Regions from separate parts of the Triticum aestivum genome. Here region 2 is linked to region 1. Evidence: chromatin contacts called from public Hi-C data. All regions are on one chromosome and are shown on one strand. Each heading gives the region's core, a stretch centred on a gene start, on an enhancer-like site or on the middle of the called end of the contact. The rest is flanking DNA. Distances are from core to core; before and after follow the strand shown.

Evidence for each region. A called contact is a pair of places that touch in the nucleus more often than the background predicts.
Region 2: a Hi-C map of leaf shows a contact between it and region 1, with 6 times the contacts expected there. The contact joins the promoter of LOC123070211 here to the promoter of LOC123070205 in region 1. A contact is called at or near these places in 2 of 5 Hi-C or Micro-C datasets (both in leaf).

The regions. Positions count from the first base shown.
Region 1 is chr3B:430,693,117-430,697,378 of IWGSC CS RefSeq v2.1, reverse strand. LOC123070205 (dual-specificity RNA methyltransferase RlmN) reads left to right here and starts at 1,792. Exons shown (of 9, transcript XR_006433536.1): 1 at 1,792-2,072; 2 at 2,170-2,272. It overlaps LOC123070206 (a long non-coding RNA gene), which reads right to left and starts at 1,649. Exons shown (of 2, transcript XR_006433546.1): 1 at 866-1,649; 2 at 1-424.
Region 2 is chr3B:431,249,094-431,253,355 of IWGSC CS RefSeq v2.1, reverse strand. LOC123070211 (probable isoprenylcysteine alpha-carbonyl methylesterase ICMEL2) reads right to left here and starts at 1,881. Exons shown (of 11, transcript XM_044493286.1): 1 at 1,374-1,881; 2 at 410-486; 3 at 47-197. The coding sequence starts at 1,792.

The DNA of each region.
Region 1 (4,262 bases), core at 543-3,042:
ATTAAAAGATGCAATTAGGAAATGAGTATATATTTTCTTTGCAGATTCAATACCATCACCGCGTATATCAAATTAGACTACATCGAACACACAAATAAAGCATCCATGCAATCTGTTTTATAATACTGACTGTGTTGCTGGTGAACCAACGATCTCAATTTCTAGACACCCTGGTGTTTTGCATTTTGCAAAATCAGAAGAAGGGAGCGAAACAGAGCACCTTTGTCATTATCGACATTGACGTTCATGCGAAGCTTCTGATGGTGAACCAACGATCTCAATTTCCAGACACCCTTGTGTTTTCCATTTTGCGAAATCAAAAGAAGGGATCGAAGCAGAGCACCTTTGTCTTCATCGGCATTGACATTCACGCGGAACTTCTTGACAAGGTAAACGCACACGGGCATCATAAGAAACATGTACACTGCTGCATGAAGGAAATCCAGAATGCAAAAAATTTAGTGCATGGATATTACTCTAACAATGCGCATGAAGAAAAACAAATCTAAGTCAGTCATATACAAACCTTTGACAAGCAGAACAAAACCTAATCTGGAGGAACTAATCAGAAGATCAAAAGCACCTTCCGTCCATGAAAGGTGGAGACTAATTGCTCGAAAAAGGCTTAAAAGTTCTTTAAATTGTATTACACTGCTTCGTGGATTTATCTTGTAGTAATGTTGCACAGTTTTAGAGGTGATAACACATACGATGATTAGATATATGCAATTTTTCAATGTTGCCCACACTAGATATAACTCTAATATTGCAACCGCTGTGGGCTTCTACTAAATCTGAGATTAGCTTTAACAAATTTCAGGTTAAACAAAGCTTTGGATACACCGTACGCTATCTATGTACATACCTAGCAAGTAGAATTCTCAATATCAAATCAAGCACTCCTGGGTTCCAGGATGAGATCTTCCTGCCGGATCTTTCTCAACATCAAATCTGATTGCTAGGCGATGTCCACGCTGCAGAATATCACATCCTATCTGCAACCCATGAGATAGACCATCGAGGTGGGAGTAGCAACAATGGTGTGCTACAGGCTTACAACAATGCGTCGCTCCTTGACGCAACCCTTTTTGCCGTCCAGCGCGCTCGCGGTGCCTCAAAAAATGCCGTCCAAATCAGGATCGGACGCAAAATAACACACTCAAATCGGGATCCAGAGGACCTGGACAGGGCGTCATTGGAGGGGCATGCATCCCACGGGGGCGAGCTCCATGACACGGCCATGGCAGCACCTGTGGAGAGGACCTGCACACAGTTTAGACTTTAGAGGAGAGAGAAAGGTAGGGAAAAAGAGGAGAGAAGGGAGAGAGGCGGCCACGGCGGCGGCATCTTGCTGGCTGCTCCAGGCGAGGTCGGAGAGGATTACATGGCGGCGGCGGAGAAGATGGGGCTGGGAACCCTAGCCAGGTTGGAGGAAGAGAGAAAACACGCGGCGTTGATCGAGGGAGGAGTTTGATCCAGAGAGCGACGACCCATTAATTTTCTTAAAATCAGTCATTTGTTTCCCAATAAATGTGATTGAGCCATTCAAGGTAGGGCTAATTAATTTAGACTTGATCTTTAGAGATTGATTGTGATTGATTCTTTCATATAAAAACATTACTAAATAACTTACGCCAACATGAAAAGTTCTGATCTGTTCAGATATTTTTCGTTGTGTGAGAGGATGAAACGAAATGGGGTGGGAGGAGGGGACGAAAAAAACTAGCGATAAAAAAATTTGAAATAATGAAATAAAAATAAACCGTGAATACTATTCAACTAACTCAGACATTAAAAATAAAGATATGGCATAAGATGGTTTGAAATGCAGGATGTGTCCAGCGTCAGATAAGAGGGTCCAAAGGAAAATCCCTCCGCGGAACCATACCAAACCAACAATTCCTATGGCGGCGCTGCCTCTTCTCCGGTGGGGCGCCTCCTCCCTCCACGCCCACTTCTCCCCTACCCCGCCGCGACGCCTCTTCTCCGCTCTCCGACAGCCCCCTGCCGCCGGCCGCTACGAGCCAGGCTCCAGGGTCATGCTTAAGGGGATGGACTACCCAGAGCTCGAGGTAAGAGCCCCCTCTCAATCTTCAAGTTTCGTAGATTCGTCTGTCAGCCATTGGCCTACCCTTGTGTTCGAGCTGATTTTGCCACGGGTTTCCTCAGAAATGGGTGCAGTCGCAAGGATTCCGACCGGGACAGGCCATGATGCTGTGGAAATGCCTCTACGGGAACAACGTCTGGGCGCATTGCCACGACGAGCTGGCTGGTAGGTTTGAGTTTTATTTCTTCCCGTGAATTATCGTCGGCACTTGAGAAATGCGGGGCCTGGTGCGAAATCTGAAGCTCAGTCTGACAAATGATACCACAATTTTCGCCAAGAATAACGTCTTGCTCAAAACTTGAGACCTATAGCTGCTAGTCTGTTTTTTACTACTTGAAACGTGCCTCCTTCAGTTGTTCTAGCATACCTTGATACAGAATCTTCAACTGGTTTTTTGCAAGAAATATTGTTGGAAACATAATTTCGAAGTGCTATCATAGCTAATGCTATTATTTTCCTTGTGGGGAGATATCTGGTTTTCTTTTGCTATTTACAATGCATCAAAAACAACAGTATGAACATCTGCAAGCATATCCTTTGACTGTATTAAGTTCGTGCTAGCTAAATTGACTGCAGAAACTACTTCATGCCGGATGACTATTTTCACAAAAAGTTCAAAATCACCAAGTTCGTTATCCATGAAAGATTTAGGTTCAGTACTAGTTTTTGAATCACTATATCTATCACTTAACTGGTGTTTAACATGATTTCTATTGCTTCATCTACGATACATAATTACTATTAGAGTTAATCTTGTCTTTTACCAAAGAGATGCATGCATGGAAGAGCAAGAAGTCAATTTGAGTTTGGTAAAATGTGTTAGGATATTCCTTATGTCCTGTATTAGCAGCTTTTTAAGGATATTTTGGTCTTAGTTGACTTGTAGTTAAGGAAGATTAGATAAGCTGAGCTGTACACCCAGGCCCCATGGTGGACCCGCCTCTGGCTGCCTAGGTCGGTTATCGTAGCAGTTCGGTTACTATAGCACCGACCTAAAACCTCTATATAGAAAGAGGCACCATATGTAGAATAATGTAAGCTTGTTACTACTGATATAAACCTACAGAGCTTCATACTAGTTACTTGTGTGCATGTGTTTGAGAAAAACAGTAAGCGAGGCCTTGGTGAGAACCTGGTAGTTCTAACAATTACTACTAACTAAGACCTAGAAAAAAATAGCTTACAGACGAAAGAAAGGGGAAATCTTTTTTTTTTGGGGGTAGGGGTTGCATTAGTACTGGCTACCCTGCACACCCTATCGATATGAACCTGGATATATGTTGTTTCGGACTTTTCGTAGTTACTCTATTCAGCAGTGATTTTAATACTTGAGGAAGCATGGTAGCAGAACTGTAGAAGTGTGTGAGATCCAGGTATATTTAGGTTTGTTTTAGGCTATGTACATTAATACTTTAATATGGATGCAATCTATTAAGAAAGGCATGATAGAAGATATTTGGATGTCACAGAATATGTTTATTTATGAAAAATGATGTATTCTGAGCAGTTGGTTAGTATCTCCAAAATTCTTTCTTGCTTTGTGGGCCATTTGTGAGTATTGGCTGTACTGTGCAAACTTATTAATCCTTTGCAGTTTCGTGTTTGAAAAGGAACATCTTGGTACTGGAGCATTCCAGTGGTCAGTTCCGGAATTCATGTGTATTTAATATATAGAAATATATACAAGAAATATAATGCGAAGAAGAACAAGAAAAAAAAAGACGAAGGGGTGGATTCTGGCCAGGCCTAGCTCACATTGTCTATGTGTCCAATGAGACCAGGCTGACTAATGGATGCAAGTGCAAGAATCCTACAAGAGCACTAGGCCAATACTCCATGCGTCCTGGTTCTTCTTGCTAGAAACATAATCTCATATTAGTACCGCCTCACCTATGAAAGCATGAAGCAATTGTGCTGATTTCTTTATAAGGCGACCAGAGTGGGCAGTAGTACACAAAGGCATGTTCTGCCAGCCGGTATCGGCATGTGCCGGCCCCAACAAAGTTGGCCGGCATGCAGTGATTCAGCCAGAATGGCCGAAAGTTTGGCTGGTATGAAATGCAAGCCGTTGAGTACCGTCTTGGTCATGGAAACGGAATGGCCCAGTAATTCTGGCCAGAGCGGAATGGATTTAAGAAAGTTCGGTACTGTGTAA
Region 2 (4,262 bases), core at 632-3,131, 560 kb before region 1:
CCGTGAAGGATTAACGGAATGCGTAGTTGCAAAAATATCAGCTCACCCAATAATCCAGGCCCCACCAGTTACAAAGGCCACCACGGGACAGGGTCTTCTATTATCTTTGGGTATATACAAATCTAACCTGTTTCTCGGTTGTTCTCCATAAACTATACTTCTACGAACCTGACTTGAAAAGAAATAGTAATATCCAACTGCAGTAAGAAAAGAATGTTTTCAGAATGCTATAGGATATCGATGATACCATATTCTAATGAAATGAGCCAACAATCCAAGGGTCCATTCAAGAAGCAGAAGACCTCATGAACATCAGAAATAACAAAGAATATCCATCCACATGCTCCTTGATGTGCATAACAAAAACTAATAGCGCAATCCCTGAAATGGTAACCTGTCTGCAATATACCTTGCAAAAAACCTGGCATAAGTAGAATGGCATAGACTGCAAGGGCAAGAAGCTGCCTCATCCAGCGGTAACCTAACCTGAATAATAATAAAATTAGAACGGGAACAGAAAAATATCAACAGTGATTCTATTCATCACTACATTCTGACAAAAAGGGTGAAAATTGTCAGTGAATCTTAACCTATCAAGATGGACGTAGTTTTGAACTACAATAAGGGCAAGAATTTGCATGGCCTCCCCATGCCATACTTCAAAATAAATTTCCTTAATATATTCCCAGCAATTTTCAGTACGGACTCATAATGCAGCATCAAAGGGATACAAACACAATGAGCACACAACCTGGCTTTGCGCCGCTAGGATGCACACAACCAACTACTCTAGTGAATACATGACAGGCTTATTTATGTTTCAGCAGAACTGCTTGCAAGATCGTCCCCCCGATGCATCTCTTGGAGACGGTTATGACAGAAATAGCTGTATTGTTGTAGTAGCAAAGATGCGAAACACGATTCTAAGGCAGATAAAAGCGATCCCCTCCTTGTTCCGTCTTTTACAACGAAAAGGGCCAAGATCTTCAAATCAAGATGGATACAGGTTTTTTATTTGTTTCTGAACAAATGGTTTGTTATGCAAAGACAAAGCCCGCACGACAGGGAAACAGTTATGTGGTCCCCGAAGCTTAATTCTAGTCCATGTCCCTCACGCAATTGCGTGATCAAACAACCTTGTGGAGTTGGCTTCTCCATAGGGATTGATATGAAGCTGCCTTGGCAACTCAGCCATCTCAACGACCTCCGGGCATAAGGAAGTTTCCAAGTAGAACTGAAATTTTGGGTCGCTACAGGAGCATCAAAACCATCACCACTACCGTGCGTGTTGCATCATAGCGATCGCCCTCGAGTTGGAGTGCCTCGTGGCGATTGAGACAGTGGAGTAGCTAGCGAGGAATTTCGGTGATTACCCGAGGTACTGGAGCAGGGTGAAGGTGAGGCGCGTGACGAGGTAGGTCTCGGAGGCGGCATGGCCGACGTCGTGGCGGAAGGACGACTGCCTCCTGGGGCCGGCCGAGCCCTGGGGCCTCGGGGACGCGGACTGCACGGGCGACGAGCGGCGGCGGCCGGCGGAGTCGCTCCGCGGGAGGAGCGCGTCCGCCTCGCGCGCGTCGTCCCCGGAGGGGGGAAACTGCATTGCCATTGCGTGGCGAAGGCTCGGGAAGGTCCGCCGGGCGGTTGGGAGTGGGAGATTCGAGTTGGTGCGGAAGAATGGAGCGGGGAGGAGGGGCGCGCCTAAATAGGAGGAGGAGGAGGCGGGCGGGGAGCGCGAGCGCGAGTGCGTGGCGTGGAGGGACGCGTGGGGGAGGCGGGGCGAGCGCAGCAACATGCCGCAAATCCTCGTTTGCCTCCTTGCTTCGCCATTCTTCCGGCGTGGGCGGACTTTTGCAGGCTGAGAACTGGGAACCGGACGAGGCTTTCGGTGTCCAAGGTAGTCGAGTTGGATACAGCAACACGAATGCTGTGACACTGTCGAAATTCGAAAAATTATTTACTCGTGGTAGGAGTACTACTCATCGTGCGTTATGGTCAGTTGGTCACACACAGAGCATATGTCCTTTGCCAGCAAAAGGATGCGTAGAAGGCTCAATGATGGATGACGAGCACAGCACACGACGCTGGGGAGGCTCAGGCCCCAGCAAGGAAATCTCTTCCGTTATTAGAAAATTAGAAATTTGAAAGAAAAAAAATGAAACGATGACAACAAACACGAGAGTGTGTACCTAAATGGCCCGATGATGCAATTTTTTGTATGGGCTAAAATGATTGGTGAGTGGTGTACCGTGGTAGGGCCGCGTATATGATTGTGGCGTGAGGCAGGGGAATCTTTGCAGGTTCTAGAGCTTCGTTTGCGGTCTCTGGAGCGAGGCGTAGCTGGCTTTAGGGTGCGGCTGTGAGGTGAACGCCGCTGCCGTCCGCGTCCGGCTCGGTGGGCCCGCGATTACGTGTCGCCGCGCCACGCGTTAGAACCCAAGTGACTTTGCTCCTAGTTCCCGACACGGCTGGCCGGCTGATGCGACTCATTGGAAACGTGACGCTTCACGTGGCAAAAGGCACAAATTTAATCTCACGAAACTATTTCACAAACTAAACCGTTTTTAAAAATATTTCACCGAATTAACCTTTAATGTGCAGCGTCTGATAGATGCGGCGCCTAACACTCAGGCGTCATAGTGCAGCGTCTACATGTAAGGAGCTGCACAGTAGGGTGCAACGTCTTACTATCGGGCGCTGCACAAAAGGGTCAACGATGTGATTTTTTTTTAAAACAGTTTGGTTTGTAAAACACTTTTACTCTGAGATCAATTTTGCCGCTTCACTTTCCTCGAACGAATTCCTCAACAAGCCTGGACCCATAATCTTGGGATCCTTGTAACTTTAGAACGTTCGTTTATGAAGGTAGCACATAACGATTATGTGACAGTTTTAGTTTTGATAAAGTGGTGAGGGATGGCATTCTTTTCAGAGAATATATCAGTTTCTTCTTGAAAATAATTTTCATTTAAAAATTGTCCCTGTTTTATCTCTTATCGAAATTTAGGGTCTGTTTGGTTGAAGACTAGTGTGGCCAAGCCAAAGTGTGGCTAGCCACACAAATATGGCAAGCCACACAAGTGTGACTAAGAAATTGGACGCCAAACTTTGGCAAAAGTTGGTAAAAAAATTGTCTCTTTAACAAGTGGGCCATAGGGGCAATAAAGTGTGGCAAGCCAAAGTGTGACAAAAAACCAAACACATGCTTGTCAAACTGTGGCTGCCAAATTTTGGCTTGGCAAACTGTGGCCGGGAACCAAACAGCTTCTAAAATTGCCATCACACATGGTTCACTGCCACCCCTCTCCCAGTGAGCGAACGTAGGTAACATTACCGCAACTTTGTCCTCTTTTGCACGCAGGAATGGGGCACGTAGATTTTCAGCCGCCGATCTACGTTAATATTTAAAGGACATGACTAACATCCTAACGTTTGGAATTTAGGGGACATATCCGGACGATCCTTTCTATCTCCCTCACACGACCTCCCATGTATGCATGCATGCTTTTCTATTTGTGTTTTCATCAATCCTTGTTTAATTAAAATCTTCTAATTACATCCATGTAGAAAAAACGAAATAGATGATGTCAGCAGATTCTTTTTGGAGATTGAAAATCAAAATGTTTTGTAGCTCAAACCATCGGCCGTATTGAAAAATTGTCTTCACATAAAAGATTCATCGCAACGAAACCTTTGAAACTAGATCCCATGTTGATATGTTCTAATGGTTTTTTTCGGGTAAAAATTTACCACGCATGTGCTACTTAAGTTATCACGACTGTGACACACAGTTACCAAGCTGTTTTCATAGGAAATACCGGGCATAAAAAGATGGTATTTTAACTTTTCTTCTCATGTGCACATGCATATATGCACTAGACGACAAAACTATGATGTTATCCAAGATTCTCCCTATTTCAAAATTTTAAAATATTTTGTAGCTCAAATTGTCACTTAGATCGAAAAACTATTTTCACATACAAGATCCGTCAGGAGAGATCTTCGAAACTAGACCCTGTGTTAGTATGTTTCGACAGACTTTTTTCAGAAAAAAATACCACGCATGTGCTACGCAAGTTATGATGCTAGTTGAGCGTAAGTTATCATGTTGCTTACGCAGAAATTATTGAGGCATAAAAAATGATTTCTTCAACCTTCTTCCCACATGCACATGCGCTAGCCCTAGAGAACTGAAAATGCTAATGTCAGGGAGGATTCCACCAAAATTTAAAAAAATTAAAATATTTTGTAACTCAAACAGCCGC